3 separate regions of the Mus musculus genome follow, and all the other regions are linked to region 1. Evidence: chromatin contacts called from public HiChIP or PLAC-seq data. All regions are on one chromosome and are shown on one strand. Each heading gives the region's core, a stretch centred on a gene start, on an enhancer-like site or on the middle of the called end of the contact. The rest is flanking DNA. Distances are from core to core; before and after follow the strand shown. Region 1 holds the start of Gpatch1 (G patch domain containing 1). Region 2 overlaps Rhpn2 (rhophilin, Rho GTPase binding protein 2). Region 3 overlaps Rhpn2 (rhophilin, Rho GTPase binding protein 2).

The links. HiChIP or PLAC-seq counts read pairs in DNA pulled down with a chosen protein or histone mark.
Region 2: a contact with region 1 is called in an HNF4G HiChIP or PLAC-seq map of pancreatic cancer cells. The contact joins the enhancer-like site here to the promoter of Gpatch1 in region 1. A contact is called at or near these places in 4 of 39 promoter capture datasets (embryonic stem cells, liver and macrophages), 5 of 484 Hi-C or Micro-C datasets (embryonic stem cells and rod photoreceptor), 9 of 115 datasets of contacts at active chromatin or transcription factors (double positive thymocytes, embryonic stem cells, extraembryonic endoderm stem cells and 4 more) and 4 of 9 other capture datasets (adipose tissue, embryonic stem cells, liver and 1 more).
Region 3: an H3K27ac HiChIP or PLAC-seq map of embryonic stem cells shows a contact between it and region 1, with 16 read pairs. The contact joins the enhancer-like site here to the promoter of Gpatch1 in region 1. A contact is called at or near these places in 12 of 39 promoter capture datasets (the 3T3-L1 cell line, 3T3-L1-derived adipocytes, cranial neural crest and 6 more), 1 of 15 datasets of contacts at CTCF or cohesin (embryonic stem cells), 23 of 484 Hi-C or Micro-C datasets (the G1E-ER4 cell line, Th1 cells, cerebellum and 13 more), 14 of 115 datasets of contacts at active chromatin or transcription factors (embryonic stem cells, epiblast stem cells, extraembryonic endoderm stem cells and 7 more) and 4 of 9 other capture datasets (adipose tissue, embryonic stem cells, liver and 1 more).

What each region holds. Positions count from the first base shown.
Region 1 is chr7:35,315,741-35,319,894 of GRCm38.p6, forward strand. Gpatch1 (G patch domain containing 1) reads right to left here and starts at 2,700. Exons shown (of 20, transcript NM_026181.1): 1 at 2,601-2,700. The coding sequence starts at 2,673.
Region 2 is chr7:35,354,259-35,358,658 of GRCm38.p6, forward strand. All of the region lies in intron 2 of Rhpn2 (rhophilin, Rho GTPase binding protein 2), which reads left to right. Gm51476 (a long non-coding RNA gene) reads right to left here. Exons shown (of 4, transcript XR_003946747.1): 4 at 2,947-4,400. Among named protein-coding and RNA genes, the nearest start is that of Gm51476, 6.7 kb to the right of the region's middle. Within about 2 kb of position 1,388, at least 34 of the 459 cell types and tissues checked have an H3K27ac peak or open chromatin away from gene starts, as enhancers often do. A contact at or near this core is called in extraembryonic endoderm stem cells, liver, pancreatic cancer cells and 1 more, where this site is marked.
Region 3 is chr7:35,370,641-35,375,223 of GRCm38.p6, forward strand. It overlaps Rhpn2 (rhophilin, Rho GTPase binding protein 2), which reads left to right. Exons shown (of 15, transcript NM_027897.4): 5 at 69-146; 6 at 475-599; 7 at 1,665-1,831. Among named protein-coding and RNA genes, the nearest start is that of Gm51476, 9.8 kb to the left of the region's middle. Within about 2 kb of position 2,806, at least 43 of the 459 cell types and tissues checked have an H3K27ac peak or open chromatin away from gene starts, as enhancers often do. A contact at or near this core is called in embryonic stem cells, epiblast stem cells and pancreatic islet, where this site is marked.

The DNA.
Region 1 (4,154 bases), core at 1,450-3,949:
CTTATCCTAAGTATCTCCGGTCTTGATGTTGTAGAAACATTGCTCCCATTTATTCTCTGATTTGTCAATAAAAGCTGCTCTACCAATGGCTGAGCAGCTCAGAGAGTAGGGTTAGTCTTCAGATCCCAGCCAAGGGCTTGGCAGAGAGAGAGAGAGAGACAGAGAGAGAGAGAGAGAGAGAGAGAGAGAGAGAGAGAAGAAGAAGAAGAAGAAGAAGAAGAGGAGGAGGAGGAGGAGGAGGAGGAGGAGGAGGAGATTCTCTGTGAGAAGTAGGTCAAGGAGACACCATGGGGACACACCTAGAGATGAGAAAGCCAGACCAATACTAAAGTGCAAGGATCGAATGGGTTTTGGCTGGGACATAGCCAGATTAGTTTAGAAGAATAGAGTAGATTAATTACTCCTCAACTATTATGCTGTAAAGCTTGGTCAAATAAACCTCTGTCTCATTTATTTGGGAGCTAGCTGGGATAGAGAAAAATTATCACATAAAAATGCATGAACACAGATATCTTTGAGGAAACACAAGGGCAACCTTCAAACATACAAGAACTTGCACAGAGACTCACCTATCTTTCCCTTTGGTCGTCAGAGGTTAGGGTTAGGATCTGGCAAACATTTCTTTCTTTTTTTTTTTAAGATTTATTTATTATTATACATAAGTACACTGTAGCTGTAGTCAGATGCACCAGAGAAGGGGTCAGATCTCATTATGGGTGGTTGTGAACCACCATGTGGTTGCTAGGATTTGAACTCAGGACCTTTGGAAGAGCAGTCAGTGCCCTTACCCGCTGAGCCATCTCACCAGCCCCCCCCTGGCAAACATTTCTAATGATTAGAACTGCTTGGGCTGGGGATATAGCTCAGTTGTGGAATGCTTGCCTAACAAGCACAGCTGCCTGAGTTTCACCCTCAACACCACACACACGGGGCAGGTAGCACACACAGGCCTGGGGTCCCAGCACTTGGGAGGCAGAAACAGGAGGACCAGAAGTTCAAAGTCCGTCTTCACCACACAAAAGTTTGAGGCTAGCTTGTGCTGCATGTGACTCTGTCACAGAGGAGCTGTCTAAGACATATGTGATATGTGATGTGCAAAGCTGTAATCCCAGGACTGGGAAGGCTAAGAAAGGAGCATAGTCCTGAGTTTAAAGCTAGCCTGGTCTACATATTTGATAAATAGAAGGCCAGCTTGGACTATATAGAAAGACCCTATCTTATACCCACTCCTGCCAAAAAATAAAAATAAAATAAATTTTAAAAAGGCAGTAAGAGCTAAATACCTAATAAAAAATGGAACAAAACAAAACAAAAAAAAAAAAAAGGCAGTAAGAGTCTCAGTGAAAATGTCTCAGAGGTATAGCCAACAGGTCAGGATGGGAAGCAGGAGGCGGCAGTGGGGGGAAGCCTCACCAACAAAAGTCTACAGGTAACTTCTGGTCCACCACTGTGACTCCTCTATCTTCCCCACAATGTTAGCACTCCCATCAGCGGTATGGACACCCAGTAGATAAACCTAGTCATTAAGTGAAACAGACCGGAAACGCCACAGAGCCTTGCTTCATCTTACCTTCACCCCTGTATTTCTGTATTTCACGAGCAACTCCAGTCAACACCGGTCAAGTCTGCTCCATGCAAAACCTACTCAACAGCTGTTGCTGCTAACTCTCCAGTCCACACAACCACAGTCTCCCTGCTTCATTCCTGCCCACCCCCCAAGGAAACTACTCTCAAAATTAAAGCAAACATAATGTTAAAACATGCATCCTGCCAGGCATGGCACTACACACCTTTAACACCAGCACCTGAGAGGCAGAGGCTGCTAAAATACTGTGAGTCCAGCCAAGTGGAGCTAGCAAGGCCCTGTTCCCCCCCCCCCAAAAAAAAAGTAAAAGGGAAGAAATGCATTTCTCTTTGTGTAAACTGAACCAATACCCGTAGTATAAGAGCCAAACTCCTGGCTGGGTGTGACGGCACACAGCTGCAAACCAAGCACATGTTACACAAGAATAGGAGGATCAAGAGTTCAAGTCCAGTCTGGGCTATAAAGTGGGGTTTGATGTCAGCATGGGTTACATGAGACCCTGTCAGAAAAAGGAAAGATTCCAATTCTTGGGGTTGGATATGTAGCTCAGTTGTAACACACTAGCCTAGAATGCACGAGGTTCCCTCCTCAGGGACACACACACTCCAGATTCCTTACCATGGCAAGGGCCACCCACACGAATCCTGACTATCCCTAGACTGCTAAGCTGTCTGCCACTTTAAGGGATTTCCTATCTCAAGTGTTTCTCCCCAGATTTTCCAGGTCTGGTTTCTTTTACTTTCAAGGACGGGTGCAAACGTTGCCTCGGGACAAGAGACTGACTGACCGCCCTCCATCATACCCATGTTGCCTAGTCATTCCTGCATCTCCCAGCCCTCCGCGTCCTTCTCTGCCCCCCGAGAACGCGGCGCCCAAGTGCAGTGCACAAGCCTCTCCAGCGTGTTCCCTGTGCCCACAGCGAGCGAGCCCAGACCCAGGACGAGATGTCGCTGTCGCCCACGTGCTGGACTCTCAGCCTGCGCCCTTCAGACACCGCCGGCCATCGGACCCGCACCTTCGTCCAGAGGCTCCAGGCCCGTTCCATAGCTGATCAGATCCTCGTCGCTGTCACTGTCCAGCGCCGCCATCCTGCTCCTTCCGGGCTCCGCCCCCTCGCTACGGGAGCCTCTATAGGCCAAAAACATTCAGTTTCGCTTCTGTGAACTGGAGCATTCTATAAAGACTTGTTTGAGGGGGAAATGTCACCTCCTCCTCGCAAATCATAGTCCTATGCAAGTCCGACTGCAGATAAGATTTGTATCTGTGCCGGGAAGTGATAGCGCACGCCTTTAATCCTAACAGTCAGGAGGCAGAGGCAGGAGAATCTCTGAGTTCGAGGCCAGCTTGGTCTACAAAGAAAGTTTCAGGACAATGAAAGCTACACAAAAAAACCCTGTCTCGTCTCGAGAAAAAAAAAAAAAGAAGAAGAAGAAAACGAAAACAAACAAACAACAAAAACAATATTGGTCTCTGTACACCCCATCCTGGCTCTGCCATGCGCCTGAGTACTGGAAGGACACAGCGATAAGATGCTGGAAACCAAATATTCGGACGCAGGGCAGAGTCTCTGTAATTCCGTACAGCCAGTCCTGCGACTGGCTCCTTCGCCCCTGCTTAATTGCCTCAGCCAGCAATAAGTGCCAACCCGATCTTCCACCGGTCCCAACCAGCTTCCGGAAAAGTGCTTGCCCAGTGGCCACTGTCTGGCCCTCTACACCGGAAATGGGAAGGAACCAACAGGCAGATGTGTCTTTAGTGCACATCGTATGAATCGGGCCACACACACACTCACACACAATATACTTGTCATCTTTATATTTGCAAAAGTGAGGCCCCCTCCTAGACTTTTGGAAGGATTTGCCGACCCTGAGAATATCAGAACCCTGCACGCTAAGGAAATTGGTGAAAGACAAGAAACAAGATATCAAGCATGGATAGAGAGCTGGACATCAGCCTAAACTACACAATGAGACACTATAATAAATAATCAAATAATTAGAAAAGAGAGAGAGAAGCAGACCAAGTGGGCTAAGAATGAGAGGTCCTTCAGAAAATCTAAGGTACAGACATCTGCCAATGGGCGCTGTTATCTCACTTCACAAGCTTGGCCAAGACGTGGGGGGGCGGGGGGGGGTGTGATTCAGCCTGGCTTGGTGACTCACACTTTTAATCTCAGCACTCAAGAGGCAGAGGCAGAGGCAGAGGCAGAGGCAGAGGCAGAGGCAGAGGCAGAGGCAGAGGCAGAGGCAGAGGCAGAGGCAGAGGCAGAGGCAGAGGCAGAGGAGGCAGAGGAGGCAGAGGCAGAGACAGAGGAGGCAGAGGAGGCAGAGGAGGCAGAGGCAGGGGGATTTCTATGAGTTTAATGTCAGCCTAGTTGTCTAAGTGAGTCCAGGGCTGCCAGGCCTCTGTTACATAGAGAAAGTGTCTCGAAAGCAAATAAACAAACAAACAGATGGTTGTGAACCACTGGGAATTGAACTCAGGAAGAGCAGTCAGTGCTCTTAATCACTGAGCCATCGCTCCAGCCCCTTCCTTTAATTTTTGAGAAGCTCATAACAATGCAACAAAG
Region 2 (4,400 bases), core at 138-2,637, 37 kb after region 1:
ACTTAGGTCCTCTGCAAGAGTAGCCAGTGCTCTTGCTAAGCATCTGTCTCTCCAGCCCTCAGTTGTAGCCATGTTGTTTACAGGTCCAGTTACTGTCTTTGCATTTACTTCTGGGCATGACTCCTTTCTCCACTGCCCAGACTTGTGCCTGGTAGGGCCAGTGCTTGGTGAGTGGGTGTTGATAGATAAGAGAGGGGACAGCAGAAAAGAAAGAACGGGACACTCCTATTACTAGTATTGTCGTTCTTTCTAATGAGAGGAGTCATAAACAGGACACGGTGCCACATACCTGTGGTTTCAGCTACTTGAGGGGCTGAGGCAGGAGGATTGTTTGAACCCCAGGGTTTGAGACATCTGGGCAAAGTAGCAACCCCACCCCCACCCACCCCCCATCTAGGAAAGCGTGAGAGTTAATGAGAGAGGCAGGTGGGCATGTTGTGCCCAGTACTCAATGCTGTGCCGTGGAGATAAAATAGTTACTTCCCAAGTAGAACTCAGGAAAGCTGTACCTGCGTCTAGACAGCCGTAAATCCTCCCCACACCCTTACGTGCAGTGCGCCAGCTTGCAGAGGGTGCAGACTCTTCCCTCGGAGGACAGCCTTTGGCTATCAGCTCTCTCACCTTCCATCTTGGGGAGGCAGGGTCTCGTTTCTGGCGCTTGGAGCACGCGGCATCAGAATATCGAGGGTAAAACTGCCATCTCCCCTCTCCCACCCCCTTAAGAGGCCTACAGGATAGGTTCTTTGGTTTTGTGAGGCAGGATCTCATATAGCTCAGGCTGGCTTAAAACTTGCTGTGTAGTTGAGGATGACCTTAAACTCCAGATTCTCCTGCTTTTGCCTCTTCGTGCACGTATATATACACGTGAGCATGCGTGCATCTGCATGCAGAGTGTAACTTTGTGCAGTCAGTTCCCTCTTACCATGTAAAATCCTGGGGATCGAACTCGAGTTGTCAGGCGCGGCAGCAAGCACCTTCGTCTGCTGAGCCACCTGGCCAGCCTGCTTTAGAGTTGGTTTTTTGTTTGTTTGTTTTATTTTATTTTATTTTATTTTATTTTGTTTTAATAGCAGACACTAGAGCTGCTCTGCCTGCCTTGCTCTGTTAACAACACCAGCCGACAACAACCTCGACAACAACCTCTCTGCGGCCCAGGCCAGACTCAATCACACTTACTGTCAGGTTAGCAGTTGTTTAGCTGATAGGTGAGATAGGGTGGGACAGGGTTGTAAATGATTCTCCTGGAACTGATACACTTAAAGTGTCCCTTGTAGAGACTGTTAGAGGGAAACTGGAAGGTATTTATTAATCTGACTCAGTGCACCTACGTTTAGAGACTGTTGGTAGACTGTTGTTAGAGGAAACTCGGAGGTATTTATTAATCTGACTCACCTGACACCAAAGCTTCCTGAAATCAGGGAGGGCATCAGGCCAAGCCTCACTCTGGCCCCACAGTGTCCCTGGCTGCTGCTACTAGCAGCAGGTAATTACTGTCATACACTGGACATGGCTGTCCTGTCCTTAGATTGCCTGATGTCCTACTAAGATTCTATGATGAGGATAGAACAATTATATTATAGGCAAGAGGGCATTTGGGAAAACATCCCCAAGAATGCAGACTTGGAAATGAGGGTCCCCACCATTAACTGCAGGGCCACCATGACTGGGCAGTAGCTGTGAGTGCCACAGTTTCAGGTCCCTTGAAGGTCCTCTCCTTCCCTGTTCCACCTCGGCCAAGAGTCAGTGAGCTTCCTAGAGCTTGCTGGGAGCTGGCTGGTGCTTTGAAGTGCTTCAGGCTGGCTGCTGGCTGCAATCTGCCCTCCAGGCTCCTTTCCCTCCCTTGAGAACAACAGAGGCAGAAACCAGATGGTATTTCTGAGGCAGAGAGATTGAAGCGAGTTACCAGGTTGTTCAATTTTAACTAACTAGTTCTTTAGTCAAAGAACAGGCTGTTTAACTATTCTGGTTAAAGCTTCAGATTGCCTTCTTACACTGCTCCTTAGACTAGATCGGGAAAGCCTCTCTCTGAGGCTTGCAAGTGTCTGTATACCTGCTGGTGAGTGAGTTCGTCAGGGCCAGGCTCCGTGCAGGGAGCTGTGAGGAATGGTGGGGATGGAGGAGTGTGCAGTGTAAGGCCCAGGCTGACCTGCAGCATATAGCCCAGGCTGGCCTTAAACTGGGGAGATCTTCCTGTCTTAGCCTTCTTAGTGCTGTTCTTTTTTTTTTTTTTTTTTTTTTTTTTTTCTCGAGACAGGGTTTCTCTGTGTAGCCCTGGCTGTCCTGGAACTCACTCTGTAGACCAGGCTGGCCCTGAACTCAGAAATCCGCCTGCCTCTGCCTCCCAAGTGCTGGGATTAAAGGCGTGCATCAAGACGCCCGGCCTTAGTGTTGCTCTTACAGACATGCATCACAACACGCACAGGCATTCTCTTTCCCTCCCTTCCCCTCCCTTTCCTCCCTTCATACCTTCCCCCTCTCTTCTCTTCTCTTCTCTTCTCTTCTCTTCTCTTCTCTTCTCTTCTCTTCTCTTCTCTTCTCTTCTCTTCTCTCTTTCTTCCTTTCAGCAGCCAGGCATCTCTATCGTCTGCCCCAGGGACCCAGCAACAACAGGATAGTTATTACCAGCTGCCAAGATGCCCACATATCCCCAGGAGCCACATATCCTCCCCATGCACAGGCACTACACCCCGTTCTAAAAGGCCAAGCTCTCCTTTCTTGTTCTCCTTTTCCCTCCACCCCCCGCCCAGAGGCAGCCTCTATAAACCCCTCCCCAGTAAACAGCCCCCATGAGATCTGTCACATGGTGAGACTTCATTGCCATCCATCACTTAGATCATCTTTTTCTCTCTCTCTCTCTCTCTCTCTCTCTCTCTCTCTCTCTCTCTCTCTTTCCCTCTTCCTTTCTTTCAAGACAGGGTCTCACTATGTAGCCTTGGCTGGCCCAGAAATCACTCTGTAGCCCAGCCTTGAAGTAGTGAGGATCCTCCTGCCTCTGCCTCCCCAGCGCTGGGATTGCAAATGTTGCTACCACACCCAGGTCTCACGTATGGGCAAGCACTCTGCCAACTGAGACACATTCCCTGTGTTTTGTTTTTGTTTTGTCTCGTGTTGTTGAGAAAGGAGTCTCACTTTGTGTCCCCGGCTGACCTGGGACTCAAGCTTCTCCTGTGTCCACCTCTCCAGATTCCAGATTTTAGGCCTGTGCCACCATGCTGAAGTTTTAAAAAAATCTTAGAATGGCTGAACTTTTAAAATTAGGCTACCAGTTTAGGGTTGAAAGAGCCATACACTGACAGGCAAGTGCAGGAGTGGCTCTGTGATGGCCAGGCTGAGTCTCAGGCCGGGGTGGCCTTGGCTGTGTGAGGTTAGTGATTGTGCTCACATGGCCAGTAACCAGCGGCTCGAGCGTGGCTGTGCAGTGGGATGCCTGAGTCCCCTTTGGCCTTCAGACTGATGCCTGATCTGCTGTCTGCCTTCATTGAACACCGGGGACAGATCTGATGCCTTAGTCACAATCTGTACAGGGCACAGGTGGCCATCCCCCCAACCCCGCCCTTTCCCACTTGAATCCCTGGCAGAGTGGGCTGCGGGAATATTTCTGGCAGAGCAAACTGGCCGAGTAAAGACAGCCTGCCAGAGGCTGTTAGAATGTCCCACACGGTCTCTATAGCACGGGGGAGACCCGGAGTCAGCGTGGAACCTGCTCTCACACGGACAGTTTTACTAAAAGGTTTGGAAGACAGTGAAATTATTCTAAACTAAAAATGAAGAACTGATGTGGCTCAGTCACAGAGGCCTTGTGTTCCATCCCTGCACCACGCAAAAACAAACAGGGACACGTGGATCAGAATGTGAAATTACCGTTTGTTTTTACAGTGGACTTTTCATGACAGATATGGGGGCGGGGGGGGGGTAGGGGGAGACTTCAAAGAGACTGGATTTAATAGGTAGTGGTGGTGAATGTCCTTAATCCCAGCACTTGGGAGGCAGAGCCAAGAGGATTGAGACCAGCCTGGTCTACAGAGAGCGAGTTGCAGGATAACCAGGGGTATACAGAGAAACCCTGTCTTGACGTTGGTCCTGGGTCAGCTGGATCTAAGGAAAGGAAGAATTACCCTGTGTCCTGTGCATGTGCCCCAAGGCACCTGGGCTGTATGGAGGGTGACTGTCCGGACAGGGGCGGGGACAAGAAAACACCTTTCAAAGGCATACACCTAATGACCTTCCTTCTCTAACCAGGCTCCACCTCCTAATGTTCCCACCAATGCCCCATAATGTCTTTCCATTAAGAATCCATTGGTGGGTTAATGTTGATGAAGTCAGAGACCCCCATGATCCGGCTACTTCTTCCAATCCCCATTTCTGAGCACTGCTGGGAGACCTTCAACACACCAACTCTT
Region 3 (4,583 bases), core at 1,556-4,055, 55 kb after region 1:
GACCTTCCCCTCCTCATCTTGTAGACCCAGCTATTGGCTGCCACCTTGGATTTTTTTTTTTCTTACAGGATTTTATTTTGGAACACTACAGTGAAGATAGCTATTTGTATGAGGATGACATTGCAGACCTTATGGACCTGCGACAGGTAAGGGCGGCATGTTGGGGAGCCAGCTCTGCTTGCTGAGGCTTCGGGACATCACATGACCGACACTAGTAGCCCTGGAGAATCCAGGATGCCGGGCAGGGAGAGGGGCTGTCAGGGTGACCCACTGTGTTTGCTATACCAGAAAACCATAGCAGAAGTGAGAGCTGCCCATGGAGCTGGGTTCCAGGATTCCTGACTTTGTCTCTTGCCCCTAAGCTGCCTCTGCTAGAGTTCATGATACCCACGGCAAAGCATCTATCTCTTCGAGTGTTCAGGGATGGGTCCTGGGGATGCTCGCCTGGCTCACGCCTCCTCGTTTTCCTTTCAGGCCTGTCGAACACCCAGCAGGGATGAGGCGGGGGTCGAACTGCTCATGTCGTACTTCATTCAGCTGGGCTTTGTGGAGAGCAGGTTCTTCCCACCCACGCGTCACATGGGGCTCCTGTTTACCTGGTAGGTGCTCTCTGGGGCCCCCCCTCTACTGTGCACACCCTCATTCTGACTGGCATTTGCCCAGTGGGTCCCAGGGGTGGGGATGGTCTATAAATTGGTGTTTGTGTAAAGACCTAGAGCCGGGAAGCCGAGACTGGCGGTAGTTTCTCAGAACAAATGAGCCATAGAAAAGAGGCCTTTTGTGTGTGTGCTCACTTGGTCGCTGGGGAGAAACCGGGGCTCTCGGGTGGAACGAAAGAGAAGCAAGACAATTTTTTCTTTTGAGAAGAATCTTTTCTTACAGGGGGCTTGGCTGTGGGTGTGAGCTTGAATTGACAAGGGCCACAGAAAGAAGTAGCATTTTTGTTTCCTTAAAACGGGATTTCACTATGTAGTCCCAAGATCAAACTGACCTCCGACTGGCTGTGATCCTCCTGTCTTTGCAACGCTAGTACTGTGATTATAGATATATACCACCAGAAAGAGATTTTAAAACTTGAAACGCAACATTTGGCTTCTTGAGACAAGTTCTTGCTAGGTGGCCCAGACTGTCAAACTCACAATCCTCCTGCCTCAGCCTTCAGAGAGTGCCAGGATGTTAGGCATGAGACACCAGGTCTGGCTTGTAGGGATTTTTTTTTTTTTCTTTTGAGATAGGGTCTTGCCGGGCAGTGGTGGCACATGCCTTTAATCCTAGCACTTGGGAGGCAGAGGCAGATGGATTTCTGAGTTCGAGGTCAGCCTGGTCTACAGAGTGAGTTCCAGGACAGCCAGGGCTATACAGAGAAACCCTGTCTCAAAAAAAAGGAAGAAAAGAGAGATAGGGTCTTTCTGTATGCCCCAGGCTGACTTTAAATTCATGGTCCTCCTGCCTCAGCCTCCTGAGTACTGGGATAAGAGGCATGAATTCTATATATTCAGACTTGTCAGTCTTGCTTGGAAACAAAAGCCCGATTCCTGTGAATCGTCTTCGAATTGCGTCTTTGAATTTCATGTAAGAAGTGAGTTTTTGTCTTTGCGTGCCCAGCAATGGCATTAAATAGCCAAGTCATCTGTTTGATCAGAATGTGTTTGCTTTACACACAGGTATGACTCCTTCACTGGGGTTCCGGTCAGCCAGCAGACTTTGCTGTTGGAGAAGGCCAGCGTTCTCTTCAACATTGGGGCGCTCTACACCCAGATCGGGACCCGCTGTAACCGGCAGACGCAGGCTGGCTTAGAGAGCGCTGTGGATGCCTTTCAAAGAGCTGCAGGTGCGTGTCCTCCAGGGCAGCCGCCTTACAGTCTTGAACCCACCCGGTGGTGTCAGTGGTGCTGGATCTGTCTCCAGCTTAAAAGAATCTTGCTTTGGTCTTCTGCAGACGCACCGAGTGCCAATGCCTTACCAGTCTCACAAGGGCTGGGGGCGTGGTTCAGTGGTAGAAGCCTTGACGAGCCAGCTTGAGGGGAGTCCTAGGGTCAATTTATTATCTCATAACCATAAAAGAGGAAGGAATAGCTGTGTAACTTCTTGGTCAGGAGATTTACTCAAAGGTTGGCATCATGTGATCTCAGCCCACCTAGGGCTCATGTACATAGTGAGGCTTGTAGTTAATGATTGATCTTTTCCAGGTGCGTGGTTCCATTGTGTGGCTGTGAATATTTCTCAATGATAGGAATACCGGATCTTGCCTTTACTAGTGGAGATAGGAAGCCTTTACAGTTGCGGTATCAGCTACTACAGGTTCCTAGGCACGGATGTATGAAGCGGTAAATCGTCTTGAAGCCTGTGCGAGGGCGGAGGATGTAGCTCAGGGGTCCGACACTCGCGTAGCATGCAAGAGGCTCTAGGTTTGACCCACAGCACTGCAGACAAATGACGGGACTCGGGAAAGGAGAAGGAAGGAAAGACAAAATAAAGAATTTCCGTCTCTGTCCCTGTATCTGTGAGACAGATTGGACACAGTCAAAGATTAACAAGGAACAATAAAAATAGAGCAGTGGTAGCAATTTCATGTGATAAATGTTATGAATTGCTTGTTTCTGGAATTTTCCAAGCAATGTTATCATCTTACAGTTGGCTGAAGGTAACTGAGCCGGAACAGAGCTGAACCTCAGATAAAGGGAATTACTGTTATTATCTGCACTTTTGTATTATGCTTAATCCGCCAAGTTTGCAAAGCCTGCCCTCACTGATCTCAGCGCTGTCAGGTGACACGGGCCAGGAGCCTGCTGGTTTGCACTGGTTTTGTCACTTTCAGAGATGGCTGAGCACTCCCAGTGGCGGCTCTCTTCTACAGTGCTGGGGGTGGAGCTTGTTTTGTAGGTTGGCCTGGAACTTGGGGTCCTCCTACCTCAGCCCGAGTGCTGGGGTGACAGATGTGGGCCGGGACAGTTAACCTGCTTTTCCTCATTTTAACTTCATCACCCTTACAAGCTCGTCCTGGTCTGAACCAGGATCAGCAGCAAAGGAGAAAACACGCTTAGCACCAGGCCCTAAGGGACTGGGCTCATTAGAGTTGGCGCGGACGGAGGCGCTCGCTCGAGGTCTGTGCTGCTCTCTTCCAGCAAGGCCTGTGTCTGTAGGAGGTGGAGCTTAAGAATGGAGGGTGCAGGCCACAGTGGGATCTGCAAGCAGGCTGATTTTAGCTTTTTTTTTTTTTTTTAAATCCTTTGAGACAGGTTGTTACAATGTTACAGTGTAGACCAAGCTGGCCTTTAACTCAAGCTGTTATAGCGAGGCTGGTTTTGAACTCAAGGTACTAATCATGCCTCCTGAGTGCCAGCTTAGCGTCCTTTTGCCCTCATTTCCTCTCCTGGCATACACCTGCCTGGAGAGAGATTGCTCTAAAACCCATGAAGTAGCGCGGCTGTGCCATCTTGACTTGTGGAGACACAGTCTTGTTACTCTCTTCCTCAGGCTGGCTTTGAACTCTCTCTTCCTCTCCGGCATGTTGGGATTGCAGGTTTGTTTAATCGTGCTGGTTTCTGAGGAATCTTAGGCAGTCGCGCTTCATGTCCTGCCTCCAAGGCTTCAGAAATACAAACAAAGAAACTTGGGAACAGGACAGCCTGAGGTGGAGGAAGGAAGAGGGGTGAACAGCTTAGAGTGGACACACATCCTTCTCTGGAGCTGCAAAACCCGAGGGGCCAGTTGGGTGAGATGCATGTGTCCAGTCCATGCCACCTCCAGGCTAACTGTCTGTCAGGGCTTGTCACAGCAGTCGCTGAGGGTGGCAGCATGGGCCCAGCACCCCTCGCTCACTCCACCTGCTTTCTGTTTTCTCCATCACATGCCCGGTCATGGGTGGAATTCCCCAGGTGGGATGGAAATAGGAGCGCCTGCAGGTTCCCTTGCTTCATGCATATGTAAATGCCTGCAAAGAGAACCTGATTGAAAAACAAAACTGTATTGAGGTATAGCTACCGTCAGATACAGTTTTAACTTTTTTTGGCTTTCCGAAACAGGGTTTCTCTGTATAGCCCTGGCTGTCCTGGAACTCACTCTGTAGACCAGGCTGGCCTCGAACTCAGAAATCCACCTGCCTCTGCCTCCCAAGTGCGCCAGAGAACATGCTCACCACTGCTCAGCTTAACTATTTCTTACTGTGGTAAATAGGTATGCGGTACAGTTATCCTGTTAATAGTGATAGTTACTAAGTGTGGGGCTCAGCAGCATGGAGCACTCTCCAGCGTGCTCCCATCATGCATGCCCCAGTGGGCATGCTTTTATCCATGTATCAAGGCAGGGTCATCTGGCCATCCCCCTGCTTCACCCTCCCAAGTGCTGGTGTTACAGCGGTGTGCTACCACACTGGGCGTCTCTGTGTCTATTAGGGTGTAATGTCCTTTTCCTTGTTCCTGTAGTTCCGAGTGACTTCTGTTCTTTGTGCCTCTGGGTTGGACTATTCTAGGAACCAAATGGAATCCGGTGCTACCTGTCAACCCGTGGCTGGTTTATTGTACCTGGCATAAAGTCTTCCTTCATGTTATCTACACATCAGAGTTACATGAGACAGGGTCTCA